Linked DNA regions of Sus scrofa: all the other regions are linked to region 2. Evidence: chromatin contacts called from public Hi-C and HiChIP or PLAC-seq data. All regions are on one chromosome and are shown on one strand. Each heading gives the region's core, a stretch centred on a gene start, on an enhancer-like site or on the middle of the called end of the contact. The rest is flanking DNA. Distances are from core to core; before and after follow the strand shown. Region 1 has its middle 25 kb from the start of SH2D5. Region 2 has its middle 10 kb from the start of EIF4G3. Region 3 overlaps EIF4G3 (eukaryotic translation initiation factor 4 gamma 3).

Evidence for each region. A called contact is a pair of places that touch in the nucleus more often than the background predicts. HiChIP or PLAC-seq counts read pairs in DNA pulled down with a chosen protein or histone mark.
Region 1: a Hi-C map of embryonic fibroblasts shows a contact between it and region 2, with 7 times the contacts expected there. The contact joins two enhancer-like sites. A contact is called at or near these places in 1 of 5 promoter capture datasets (fetal liver), 12 of 47 Hi-C or Micro-C datasets (alveolar macrophages, brain, embryonic fibroblasts and 8 more) and 1 of 2 datasets of contacts at active chromatin or transcription factors (skeletal muscle).
Region 3: an H3K27ac HiChIP or PLAC-seq map of skeletal muscle shows a contact between it and region 2, with 6 times the contacts expected there. The contact joins two enhancer-like sites. A contact is called at or near these places in 1 of 5 promoter capture datasets (liver), 1 of 47 Hi-C or Micro-C datasets (skeletal muscle) and 1 of 2 datasets of contacts at active chromatin or transcription factors (skeletal muscle).

Annotation. Positions count from the first base shown.
Region 1 is chr6:78,939,985-78,944,134 of Sscrofa11.1, forward strand. No RefSeq gene overlaps it. Among named protein-coding and RNA genes, the nearest start is that of SH2D5, 25 kb to the right of the region's middle. Within about 2 kb of position 2,232, at least 14 of the 83 cell types and tissues checked have an H3K27ac peak or open chromatin away from gene starts, as enhancers often do. A contact at or near this core is called in embryonic fibroblasts, where this site is marked.
Region 2 is chr6:79,390,245-79,393,990 of Sscrofa11.1, forward strand. No RefSeq gene overlaps it. Among named protein-coding and RNA genes, the nearest start is that of EIF4G3, 10 kb to the left of the region's middle. Within about 2 kb of position 1,472, at least 25 of the 83 cell types and tissues checked have an H3K27ac peak or open chromatin away from gene starts, as enhancers often do. A contact at or near this core is called in embryonic fibroblasts and skeletal muscle, where this site is marked.
Region 3 is chr6:79,113,217-79,116,875 of Sscrofa11.1, forward strand. EIF4G3 (eukaryotic translation initiation factor 4 gamma 3) reads right to left here. Exons shown (of 34, transcript XM_021097671.1): 13 at 252-498. Among named protein-coding and RNA genes, the nearest start is that of HP1BP3, 110 kb to the left of the region's middle. Within about 2 kb of position 1,590, at least 2 of the 83 cell types and tissues checked have an H3K27ac peak or open chromatin away from gene starts, as enhancers often do. A contact at or near this core is called in skeletal muscle, where this site is marked.

The sequences.
Region 1 (4,150 bases), core at 982-3,481, 450 kb before region 2:
CACGGCCCTCCCTGTGGTTAGTGCTGTGGTTGTGTAGGTGGTTTCTGGTCTGGGAGCTTCAGCTCCTGGGGCTGACCCTGCGATCATTCACCCACGGGTCCTGAGTACTTCTCCCCTGCCCTGCTCTGGCTTCTGCTCGCCTCTCTGCCATGGCTCCACATCAACAGCGACGTTCCCAGACCTTTGAATCACGGCCGGTGAAGGGCCATTTGCTGCCCAGCACTCCCACTGGCCCACAGCTCAAACTGGCCCCCAGCCCTCAGCACGATGGCAGCAAGTAATTTAATTTATCTGACTGCTCCCTGCTTGCTCTCCAGGCAGCCAAGCTGTTTTGTTGCTGACACAGAGCTGTGAAATGCAATATTTTTCAAGTGTGAGAGGCAATCAAACCACTCTGGCGAAAGCAGAATGAATTTGGACAAAAGTCTGCCTGCTGGTCTGAGCCAGAGAAGACTCAGATGCTCTGCCCTGGGCAGCTTCAGGGTCCCAGGTGGAGGTGGGTCCCTGGTGCAGAGTAGGGGGGCGGGGGGGCGGGGAGGTGCAAGCGCAGGCTTGCCCTATCTGCCAAAGTCTGGAGAAAGATCCAGACCCAACTGAAGGACTGGGATTCCTGGAACAGACAAGCAACCGAGGCACAGAGATGTTAAGTGACTTGCAGAAGGTCACACAGCTATTAGTGGCAGGACGGTACTGGGGTCACAGACAGTGGAAGACCAGAGGCAGGGCATGGAGAGAGGCTGCAGCATTCCGGAGTAACCCAAGTTTGATATGCCAAAGGGCTGACCTTGACCTGGGAGGTGGCTGTGAAGACACAGCTCTGAGGACAAGAGCAGGAGACCCTACAAACAGCGCAGGGCTGGAGGGCAGCCTTGGGATGCTGTGTGCCTGCAGAGGGGCCTGTTTTGATCACTGCCACACTCCTGCTTGGCATGTGGTAGGCGCAGGTGAGTGAATGGCTGCTCGCGGCCTCAGGAAGAATGCAGTTTCCTATGTAGTCAGACAGGCGGGGGTTAGACGCGTAGTTCTGTTGACCTGCTACGTGGGGAAGTCATTTTGCCTCTCTCTGCCTTGGTTTCCTCATCTGTGAAATGAGTATCCTAAATCCTGCTTCCACAAGACTACCACGAGGATTAAGAAGAGAATGGCTCTAAAAGATACTCTGTGGGCGCTTGGAAGGGGTTCAGGGAACACAGATACAAGAGGATGAGGCTGGCTGTCTTCAGTCTGAACAACCTCACCAGCAGGAAAGGGGAGGCAGAAGGCAACCCCTCACTTAGGAGTCTCCCACTCGCCCTATTTTTAGGCACAGGAGCGCTGGCCCCCCTCACCTCCTGAGCTCCCGGATCCCTCTCCCCCCCCCCCCCACTTCCCTAGTGACGGCTGCCAGCTGTGCCCCGTGCTTCTCCTTAACTGTTCTCACGGATGCAAGGCCTGAGCCCAATCACCATGGCAACCAGCTGGGCTGCGCCGGGTGGGCGGGCGTGTGTACAGGGCTGGACCACAGCCGACCAGTCCAGAGCCAAGAAATGCCCCCATGAAGGAGAGGTGTCCTGCGACTGGCCCCATGATGGTGACCAGAACCAACAAGAGAGACCCCGGAGGGCCCCACCTCCCAGCCCAGGCCTGACTTGGGTGCTACGATGGCGGGTTGTGTGGTAGTTGGGGGAGGGGGTATAATCTGTTTCCCCAAATCCCTCGCTGGCCCTAGCTGATCTAACTACCTCTAATTGCCGGAATTACCAGGCCCTATGGTGTGTGGCAGAGCCTGGCCACCTGTGTGCAAATCCCCTCTCTCACCCTTTACTGACTGTGCCCTGGGCTGGCTCCTGCCTTGGCATTTTGAGCCTGTTTCTTCCTCCGCAGTAAAGGATAAGAACAGCAGCTCCTCCCATCTGCTCTGAGGTTCACATGAGACCCCAGCTGCACCTCTTCCAAGAGAGGAAAGTGTCCCTGAGCACCAGCATGTGGCATCGGCGGTCCCACCCCCAGGGGGCCTGACTCACCAAGCTTCAGGCCTGTGCCCAGCTGGGATAAGTGCCTGCAGATGCCAGCTCCTGGGCCCTTAGGTCCTGGTAACAGAGCCCATCCTAGGGTCCAGGGCACAGAGGACATGGAGGAGGGCCCCCCAACGCCCCAGGGCCATTTGGCAGGACACCAGGATGCTGCAGGCTGGCCTTTCGGGGTTGACACGTGGCAGCAGCTCCCTGTGCCTCCCTCCTCTCCCCAGTTCCCTGTCTAGGGGCTGAGCGATGACTCAGCTGCTCCGGCTCGAGGATAAAGACAGCAGAGGAGCTCCCGCTGCGGCACAACGGGATCGGCAGCATCTTGGGAGCTCTGGGACTCAGGCTCTCGGTCTCCAGGCTGGCACAGTGGGTTAAAGATCCGGTATTGCCACAGCTGCAGCTTAGGTTGCAACTGTGGCTTGGATCTGATCTCCGGCCTGGGAACTCCATATGCCTGGGGGAGGCCAAAAATGGAGGGGAAAAAAAAAAGTAAGAAAAAAAAAACAAAAAAAGACAGCAGAAAGACTCCAGGTGGGTGGCTGGAGATTCCTGTGTGGAAAGAGCAAAGCACCGCTGTGTCTGTGGGAGCTGTGGACAGGACTGGGGGCAGGTCCCGGTCTGGATGGGAACTGAGAGGGGGCAGTTCACACCTGCGTGCGGACCTACTGCAGCCTGTGGCCTTCAGGTCTTCCCAGTAGGTCTCTGCTGAATGGATGAACCAGCTCCTGGATGTCCCGAATGGAACCCCATTACTGCCTTCTCATTGTCCCCCAGGTTTCCTATACCGCCACCCGAAAAAGTCTGGGAGGAAAGCACCCGAACGCACACTATTACTAGCCATTTGCTGTGTGACCTTGGCCAAGTCCCTTCCCCTCCCTGGGACTCAGTTTCCTCATCTGCACCATGAAAAGACTGGACTTAGAAGCTCCCTAAGGGCCTTTCTGCCTCAGATTTTTAGGGATTTTTTTCCTACCATATGACCAGTACAAACAAGTTTTTTCAAAATTGCTGCTCTGGAGTTTCTGCTGTGGCTCAGCAGTAATGAATCTGATTGGTATGCATGAAGATGTGGGTTGGATCCCTGGCCTCACTCAGTGGGTTAAGGATCCAGCGTTGCCGTGAGCTGTAGTGTAAGTTGCAGATGCAACTCGGATCCCATGTTGCTGTGGCAGCTTCGGCTCTGATTCGACCCCTAGCCTGGGAACCTCCATTTGCCGCAGGTGTGGCCCCATAAAAAAGAGAAGAAAAGAAAACAAAACAAAACAGCTGCTCCCTGGGGTCGCATGTGTTCCACTGGGCCATACAATGGGAAATTTACAATCTCTCCAAATGAAGCCAGGACAAGTAGGGGACCTGGGGGCAGGTGAGGGGCTCTGGAGCTGAGCAGGGAAATGGCCCTGCCCCATGTGGATGGGGGTGGGGCAGAAACCAGGTCATCCCAACATCCTGTCCAACCTAGAGATCAGTGAGGATCCAGAGGCCTGGGAGGAGTCAGCCACAGCCCCTTTATCTGGTTGTGCCCCCTCCCCGTGGCTGTCAAGGCCTGTACCCTCGGGGAGATGTAGGCAGTTTGTGCCACGGACAATGTCCAATCCTGACTCTGTGGCTTCCTAACCCAGTGTCCTCAGGCAAGTCACCTCCTCTTTCCCAGTCTCCTTTCCTCGTCTGCAGAACGCGAATCTCCATAGCAACCTCCCAGGACTGATGCTCATTCGTGATTGGCATTCCCTCAGCTTGGGCACTCTGACACTGACGGAGGTAGGGTGGCCTCCACTGCTGGGTGTGGACCTTTTGGGTCAGGGAGCGGGGAGTCCATTGGTCGCTTGTTCATATAAGAAGCACCAGAATTTGGGGCAGCCATCCGATCTGGGTCAGCATCCCCTCGCTGGACTCCTCTTTGGACTTGCCTGGGCCCACCCAGCATTTAAAGAGTCCAGATAGGAGACAGAGCCAGACCTCACACTCAGGTAAAGGCCCAAGGGTCCCAGACCTGGTCTAGCCTTTTCACCAACTGGCACTCCTGGAAGGTCACTTGACCCCACAGGGCTCAGGGTCAGCCATGTTCTGCTCTTTTTTTTTTTTTTTTTAAGGGCCAAACCTGCAACATATAGAAGTTCCCAGGCTAGGGGTCAAATCCGAGCTGCAGC
Region 2 (3,746 bases), core at 222-2,721:
GTCCTCTGCTACAAAGTAAGCTCCTGACGGCAGGGACAAGGATTCCCTTTCCTTGCTGCACGCCCAGAGCCTGGCACTAGGAAGCACTCCATAAATAGTTGAGGGCTGGATGCTGGTTGAGTTACTGAGTATAATCCTACTCTGGGAGATTCAGGAGAGCACCTGGATTTGGACAGATCCGAGTCCTCTGCCACACAAGGGTTTCTAGAGGGGCCTTCCCTGCTCCCGGGAGGACACTGGAACACCACTTTGGCATCATAGCTGAGCGATGTGGGAGAAGGGCCCAGGACAATGCTGTTCTGCTTCTGCAGCCTAGGGCTTGGGTTTTGGAAAATGTAGATCTTGGCTCAAATCCCAGGTCTGAGATCTTAGCAAATCAAATCACTTACCCTGCTGGACCTTGAGGCCTCTCATCTACAGGAAGGGGATTGTGGTAGTTCCAATGTCGCAGCAAAGTTGTGAGGTGGAAAACCTAGCACGGTCCTGACTATGGAGCACGTCATCAATAATACAGGGATCCTCTTCCCTCTCCCTTTACCATGGCCTCATCTCTCGCGCAGCTGAAGCTCTTTGAGGGTGGGGGTGGGGAGAGTCCACGTGGCTCAGATGTAGAACGGCGCACACACAGAAATCTAGCTCGCGGACCAGGAGGCACAGTAGTCAAGAGCTCAGGTACCAGAACCCGGTTGCCTGAGTTCAGAGCTCGGCTCATTAGCTGTGTGATCTTGGACAAGACATTTAACCACTCTGGACCTTGCTCTCTCACTTTTTTTTTTTTTTTTTTGGTTTGTAGGGCTGCACCTGCAGCATATGGGCGTTCCCAGGCTAGGGAAGCTGTCGCTGCTGCCTACACCACAGCCACAGGATCCCAGCCATGTCTGCGACCTACATCACAGCTTGGGCATTGCCAGATCCTTAACACCCCCAAGCCAGGTCAGGGATCGAACCCGCTTCCTCCTGGATACTAGTCAGGTTCGTTACTGCTGAGCGGCAACAGGAATGCCTGGCCTCAAAGACGTTATAATAAAAATGTGAAAATTGCCTGGTAGACAGTCAGTTCTCAAGACAGCCAAAACAGCCAGCTCTGGTAGGTACTGAGAGAGAAGGTATATTTGCACAGGCTTGATGTGTTCCTCTCATGTCTGGACCTGCCCCCTTGACTTGGGGTTTGTGCGGGATTGAATTTCTGGGCTGCTACTTCTGGCTGCCCCTCCCCCCACCTCCTGGCCTGGATGTGAGGGGAAACCTGGCTGCAGAAGGTGGTCCAGTGGCCGGACATAGTGGGTCGGACCCTGGCACTGGGATCAGCCCAGCCAGAGGTGGAATCTTGCAGCTTGGCCACTTCCTGGCTAGGCCCTTTTCCTCTCCATCCCAGTTTCCTGCCAAGATCCGCGGCATCTGTCTTGCAGGGTGGATGTGAGGATTCCAGCAGCTAATGTATGCGAAGCGCCCAGGATGGGGCCAGGCCCAGGCTAGCGGCGTGGTGAATAGCACCTCCCTTCTCCCCGTGCGCGGGCGCTCCGCCCCTCCCGGCTCTGGCACTGCCTACCAAGTTCAAAAGCGGCTGCTGCAGCTGTCGTTTCTGAAAATACATTCCCTGGTTGCTTTTGTCTTTTCATCCAAGTCTTCCCCAAAGCCTTAAACATTCCCAAATCAAGGGTTTAAAAAGACAAAAAGCCCAAGCTGACCTATCCATGCCGCTCCTTGGCAGATGTCCCAGAGGATCTTGCGCTGCCAGTCACTGAGCTTGACATTCAGTTCCCCCAGTCAATTTCACTCACATCCGACAAGATCAAGGAGAAAAATAGGCAGCAATGATCAAAAGGGCCGACAAAGGCTCTTGGGGAACTCTCCCAGCAGGATTTTGCACCACACAAAAGTGCATGCAGGGGGTGTTCCATAAAAGCTCCCCCACTCTCAGGCAGCCTCATGCCCAGAGATACCAAAAAACGGTTCCCATGACAACGCTGCTGCAAATGTTATATATAAATGTGTGTGTGTGTACACAGCCACACAGAGATGCATGGAAATAAACTCTTGGCACAATTTTTTCCTGTTCCAAACACGAAATAACCTGCAAGATTGATTGCTGGAGCAGGGGACAAAGAAGGTTTTGAACAAACATGCTTCCAACAGACGGGCTGTCAGCGATGGACACCTGTTTTGATGCGGGTCTCTTTTGTTTCCTGCACCTGGAATATAGTAGATACTCAATAAATAATTGTGGAATGAATGAATAAGTGATGGATAGATGGAAGAAAGGAAGAAAGTGGTGGGGGTTAGGGGGAGAAGAAGAAGGGTGGGAAGTAGAAACAGCCTGGAGTGCCTGGGCTGGAATGGCTCTTGCTGAAAATCCATTCTAATCTAACCCCCTATATTTTTAAAAATTCAATATTAGTATTTTTTTGAGGGGGGTGAAATAAATCTTTTATTTATTTATTTATTTGGCCACGCCCGTGGCGTGTGAAAGTTCCCAGGGCTAGGGGTGGAACTCATGCCACAGCTGTGACCCAAGCCACTGCAGTGGCAACCCTGGATCCTTTTTTTTTTTTTTTTTTCTTTTTTGCTATTTCTTGGGCCGCTCCTGCAGCATATGGAGGTTCCCAGGCTAGGGGTCCAATCGGAGCTGTAGACACTGGCCTACACCAGAGCCACAGCAACACAGGATCCGAGCCGGGTCTGCAACCTACACCACAGCTCAAGGCAATGCCGGATCCTTAACCCACTGAGCAAGGGCAGGGATCGAACCCGCAACCTCATGGTTCCCAGTCGGATTCGTTAACCACTGCGCCACGACGGGAACTCCCTGGATCCTTAACCCACTCCCTAACCCCCTGTTTTTCTGTTGAAGAAACTGAGGCTCAGAAAAGGGCAGGAATTTTGCCAAAAGCCACAAAAGGAATTACTAGCAAAGCCCCAGTCCTGGAGATTCATTAATTCATTAAGCACTTGATGAATGTGAGTCACATTTCTACCTGAATAATAAACATACCTTCAGCAATTATTATGTACCAGCAGCTGTGCTAAACAGACATCATCTAATAATTTGCAACTGTGCAGGAGATGTGTCAGGATTCTCATTTAACAGAGATGGAAACTGGGGCTTTGAGATGTGAAGTCACTTGACCAAGGTTACTTAGCTAGTCTGTGGTTGGAATGGAGGTTAAACCCAGGTTGCTCAAACACCAGGTTCTGAGCCCCTGCATTACACAGGCTCTCTCTGAAATGAGGGTGGGGGGCCTGGGCCGGATGGGGGAGCAAACGGGAAAACAGGGGCAAAGATTCTTGCAGGGAGGTCAGGGTCTCGTAGAGGGGAAGTCAGGGAGCTGTGGGGAAGGGATTAAAATTCACATTTTCAGGCTCCCAGTCCAGACTCCTTCAGTTTAGTCACTGCTTTCTAACAAAGCAACTGAAGACAGGCTCCTGTGGGCCCCCGAAACAGCCATCTAACCGGGCCGCAGGAGGACACCCCTTCTGGCAGTCCCAGGACTCAGTCGGGCGGTGGACCAGGGCGGATTCCAATCGTCTCTTTAGGGTTGTGCGCCCTCTAGTGGTCATCACTTAAACTAGCAAGAAACAGCCCCCCTGAACTCCCTGTCCAGAACCGGCCTCGGTGCTCTGGAAGGGAAGGAAATTGTAGACAGGTCCAGGAGCAGACTCCCTGCTGCCTTGGATTTGCCGTGCCCCTTTTTTATCTCAGCCTCTCGACTAGTCTCCCTACTTGCACTTGAGCTCTCCTCCAATCT
Region 3 (3,659 bases), core at 340-2,839, 280 kb before region 2:
CCTTTGTCAGCTACTCCTCCAATGCCAGTAAAAGCACAACGCCAGCATCAGATATCAGTTCCACTAACATAAGACTCTGGATTTGCTGGTCACTAACTTATGCCTGCTGAGCTATTCTGTAAATATTACACTGTGATGAACCCCATCCTTCCATCCAGTATTTCTCTATGAGGCGGCAACATTTCTCTAAGTTGCGATAGAGTGAAGGCGAGAAAGGAAAGACATACACAAGAAGGCAGGGATAAACTTACCTGATTTAAATGGGAATGTGACCCCTTCACCAGAACTATCAGTGGAGCCTGAATTAGCATCTACTCCTTCACCCTCAGAAACACTCTCAGCACCATTACGTACAGGCTCAGCTTCTTCTCCATTTTCTTCCACAGCTTTCACGTTTTTTAGGTCAGAGGGGTCTCTTTCAGGATGAAACCCTTGGCTCATTTTATCCTGCTCAGATTCAAGTACTTTGTCACTTGAAAGCTCCTCTTCAGCTTTAGGCTAAAGCATAAGTGAACACAGAGGTTATATTTTCACTGTGTGTAAATATACTTGAAGACCTACACTTATCCCCTCATAAAGCACAGGAAAACATAGCACTTAAGTTAAGGATGCCTGTGTTCAGCATATGGCACTAGAATGGTAAGTTTATTTAAAATACTTTTCTCATTTCATCTCTTGGGATAAAGCAGACAATTCAAATGGCTACTGAAATGCTTTAACATGACTAATGAAATCTAAATATATCAAAGGTTAAAAAGGAAAGAACTGTTAATCCTTCGAACTTGATGGACACGAAAGAGCTCTAGTCAGAATCTAAATCAAGCACTCCTAGCCTTGCCACTAAAGCTCAGCAAATAAAAAAAGAAACACTAGAGGGTATTTTTTGTGCTGTCCTGTTCTGCGAAATGGAGAATTTGATGAGTAGTTTAAAGTAAGTCCCACGAAGCTGACCATCTCTCATTTTACAAGGAGGTTACCTCTTAATTAAAATCTATTTTGTTTACTGGTTCTTAGAATTGTCTGAGATTGTGATCTTAATCAAATCATTCATGGAAAAATGCTTGGGAATATATTCCCCCAGGAAGAAATCTGGGTTCCGGTGCACCCTATTTTTAAAAGATAAAACATAATTAAAGTTATTCACCAGATGATTTATTACCATTTTGATTTCAGATTAAAAAAAAAAAAGTATTTCTTAAGGTCATATGAGCCATAAAAACTCCCCAAGATAAAGTTCTCAATGAACTTTAAGTCCTTCTTTTTTATGAAGGGACGCACTCTGAAAAAAGTCCTTTGGAAGCACTCTGAGGAAACAGGAACTTACCAAATCCCAGTTGATAAATTCACAGTAAGAGAGCCAAATTAGAGGCTCTGCTGAATTGGTTGAAAAGAAGTTTAATTAAAGAGTTACAAACTCTGCTTTGTTATTAAGTGAAGTAAATGACATGTTGTAACAGATACAGTGTTAATAAATTTTCTTCTACCATAAATCAAATCATGGGGAAAAGGCACTAAGTTTTAAAATGATGTCAACAGAAACAATTTTTAAGCCTTGTTTCTAAAATGGAAATAAAAAGTTCATGCAAACACACGCATGCACACACACACACACCTACACATACATGCACATGCTTCCTTGCTCTGGAGAGCATGGAAACTATCAAAAGAAAGACATAAAATTCTAAGAAAATAAAGGATAAACATGATTTATTTTTTATAAAACACATCAGAAAGTAGGCATCTTTGATGAAAGTTTGAGAAAAAACCGATCGCCAAGTTTGAATCATGAATAAGCGGTCATATTTCTTATTCTATACTCTACTACAGTCTGAATTAACTCAAAGCAACCTTGTAACCTTACAATTAAGTATAGGACATTAAGAAGATCTTTAATAATTTGGAATATAAGTCTGTGAATGGTAGTTAAAACTTAACTAAAAAGCAGTATAATTACATTATACAGAATTCTTATTTTAGATCCTGTAAAATGTGAAAAAAAATGCTATTTTGGAGAAAAAATTTGTTGAGTCGTCTTCTCTGTACCTAAAATCAACAAGAGACGGTCTATTGGATATAAACAGAGGCTGTATTACTTACAAAGTCAACTGCTAACTGGGAAAAAAAAAGCATAAGCAAATTTGGTCCATGAATGCTCACAACTCAGAGCACAAGAATCACTGAGGTATCTGAGCCACATTGTTATTAGAAGGGCTATTTTTCAAGGGAATACACAAAAACAGCTGCATTCAATATTTATGATGATTATTTTTCTTTCTGTAGGATGGAGCTCTATTCAATTAGTTTGCAAATATCTAATACTCCTTGAATTATCTACCCAGAAAGCATGACTGAAAAAATAAAGCACTTTATTAGCTGGCCTATTAAAGCAGAAACTTTCATAGGAACTTAATAAGAGAAAAATTCAGTCGACAAAACTGCCTGCTTAATGCATGAGTTTTTGATAGAAAATCAGATTGACAACTATGTATGTAATGATAGATGAAATATCCTAAAAATTTTAAACAAATTTTAGGATGTCTTGACTAGCAATTTTAAGATGGATCATCCTTCATGCTCTTTCTAAGCTTCAATTTAAAAAATCTGATTAAATATTTGTGATGACATAACAACCACTTATAACCTAAAATATCTTGATACCTGAAACACATTCTTTTGAAGGCTGAGAAAAAAATATAAGGAGAGATTTGATGATCAGTGAAAAATGAAGACAATGACAACCAAAATTTACTAAACTACTTTAATAAATGCTCAATTTTAAGAAAGACAAGGGACTAGGGTTTCTGGAAAAAGTCTGTGTGAAAGGGACTAAATATCTTTTTAATATCCTTTTAAACTATAAGGTTAAGAAAAAAGTGATTGGTTCAAAATGAGTCCAAACAGTTCTCATATATGAAGAATAACAATCTAAAGCAGGTTTTAGCAAATGATAGCCCATAGGTTAAATCGGGTTTTGTAGAGTATGCAAGGTAAGCTTGGTTTTTAATCTTGCAATGGTGGAAAAATATTCCAAAGAAGAGTATTTTATGACGTGAATATTATATATGAAATTCAAATTTCAATGTTCATCAATAAACATTTACTGAAATATAGCCACTCATTCATTTACACACTGTCTATGGCTGTTTATGAGCTACAGCCGCAGAGCTGGGAAACTGTGACAGGGATCATATCGTCCACAAAGCATGAACTATTTACTATCTGGACCGTTAACATGAAAAGTCTGTCAATCCCTGACCTGAGGATGAATATTTGAAGGCACAGGAATAGTGACCTACCTATTCAATATTCAATAGTGCTTTAGAAAACAGCCACAGGGCAAAGGAACACGAAGTATAATAGGATAAAATGAATAAATTCAACAGGTGAATCTAAAGAGAAACCAATTTGTGAAGCTCTTACAGCCATACCAGAAATGCATGCGATTCCCCTCCCTCTGGAAGGTATTTTATTCTCTGTAGGAGCAACATTTTCTTGTTCAGTTGCAAAAGGAGTACAGCAACTGTTTGCAACTCTGTCACTTATTGTCAATTCTTACCCCCTGATAACCACAACAAAATCACCCATGAAACATTTTAGTAGTTGCTATGGAACTAACTGTGACATCAATAGAGCATCATGTAAGAGCAATGACAGGACAG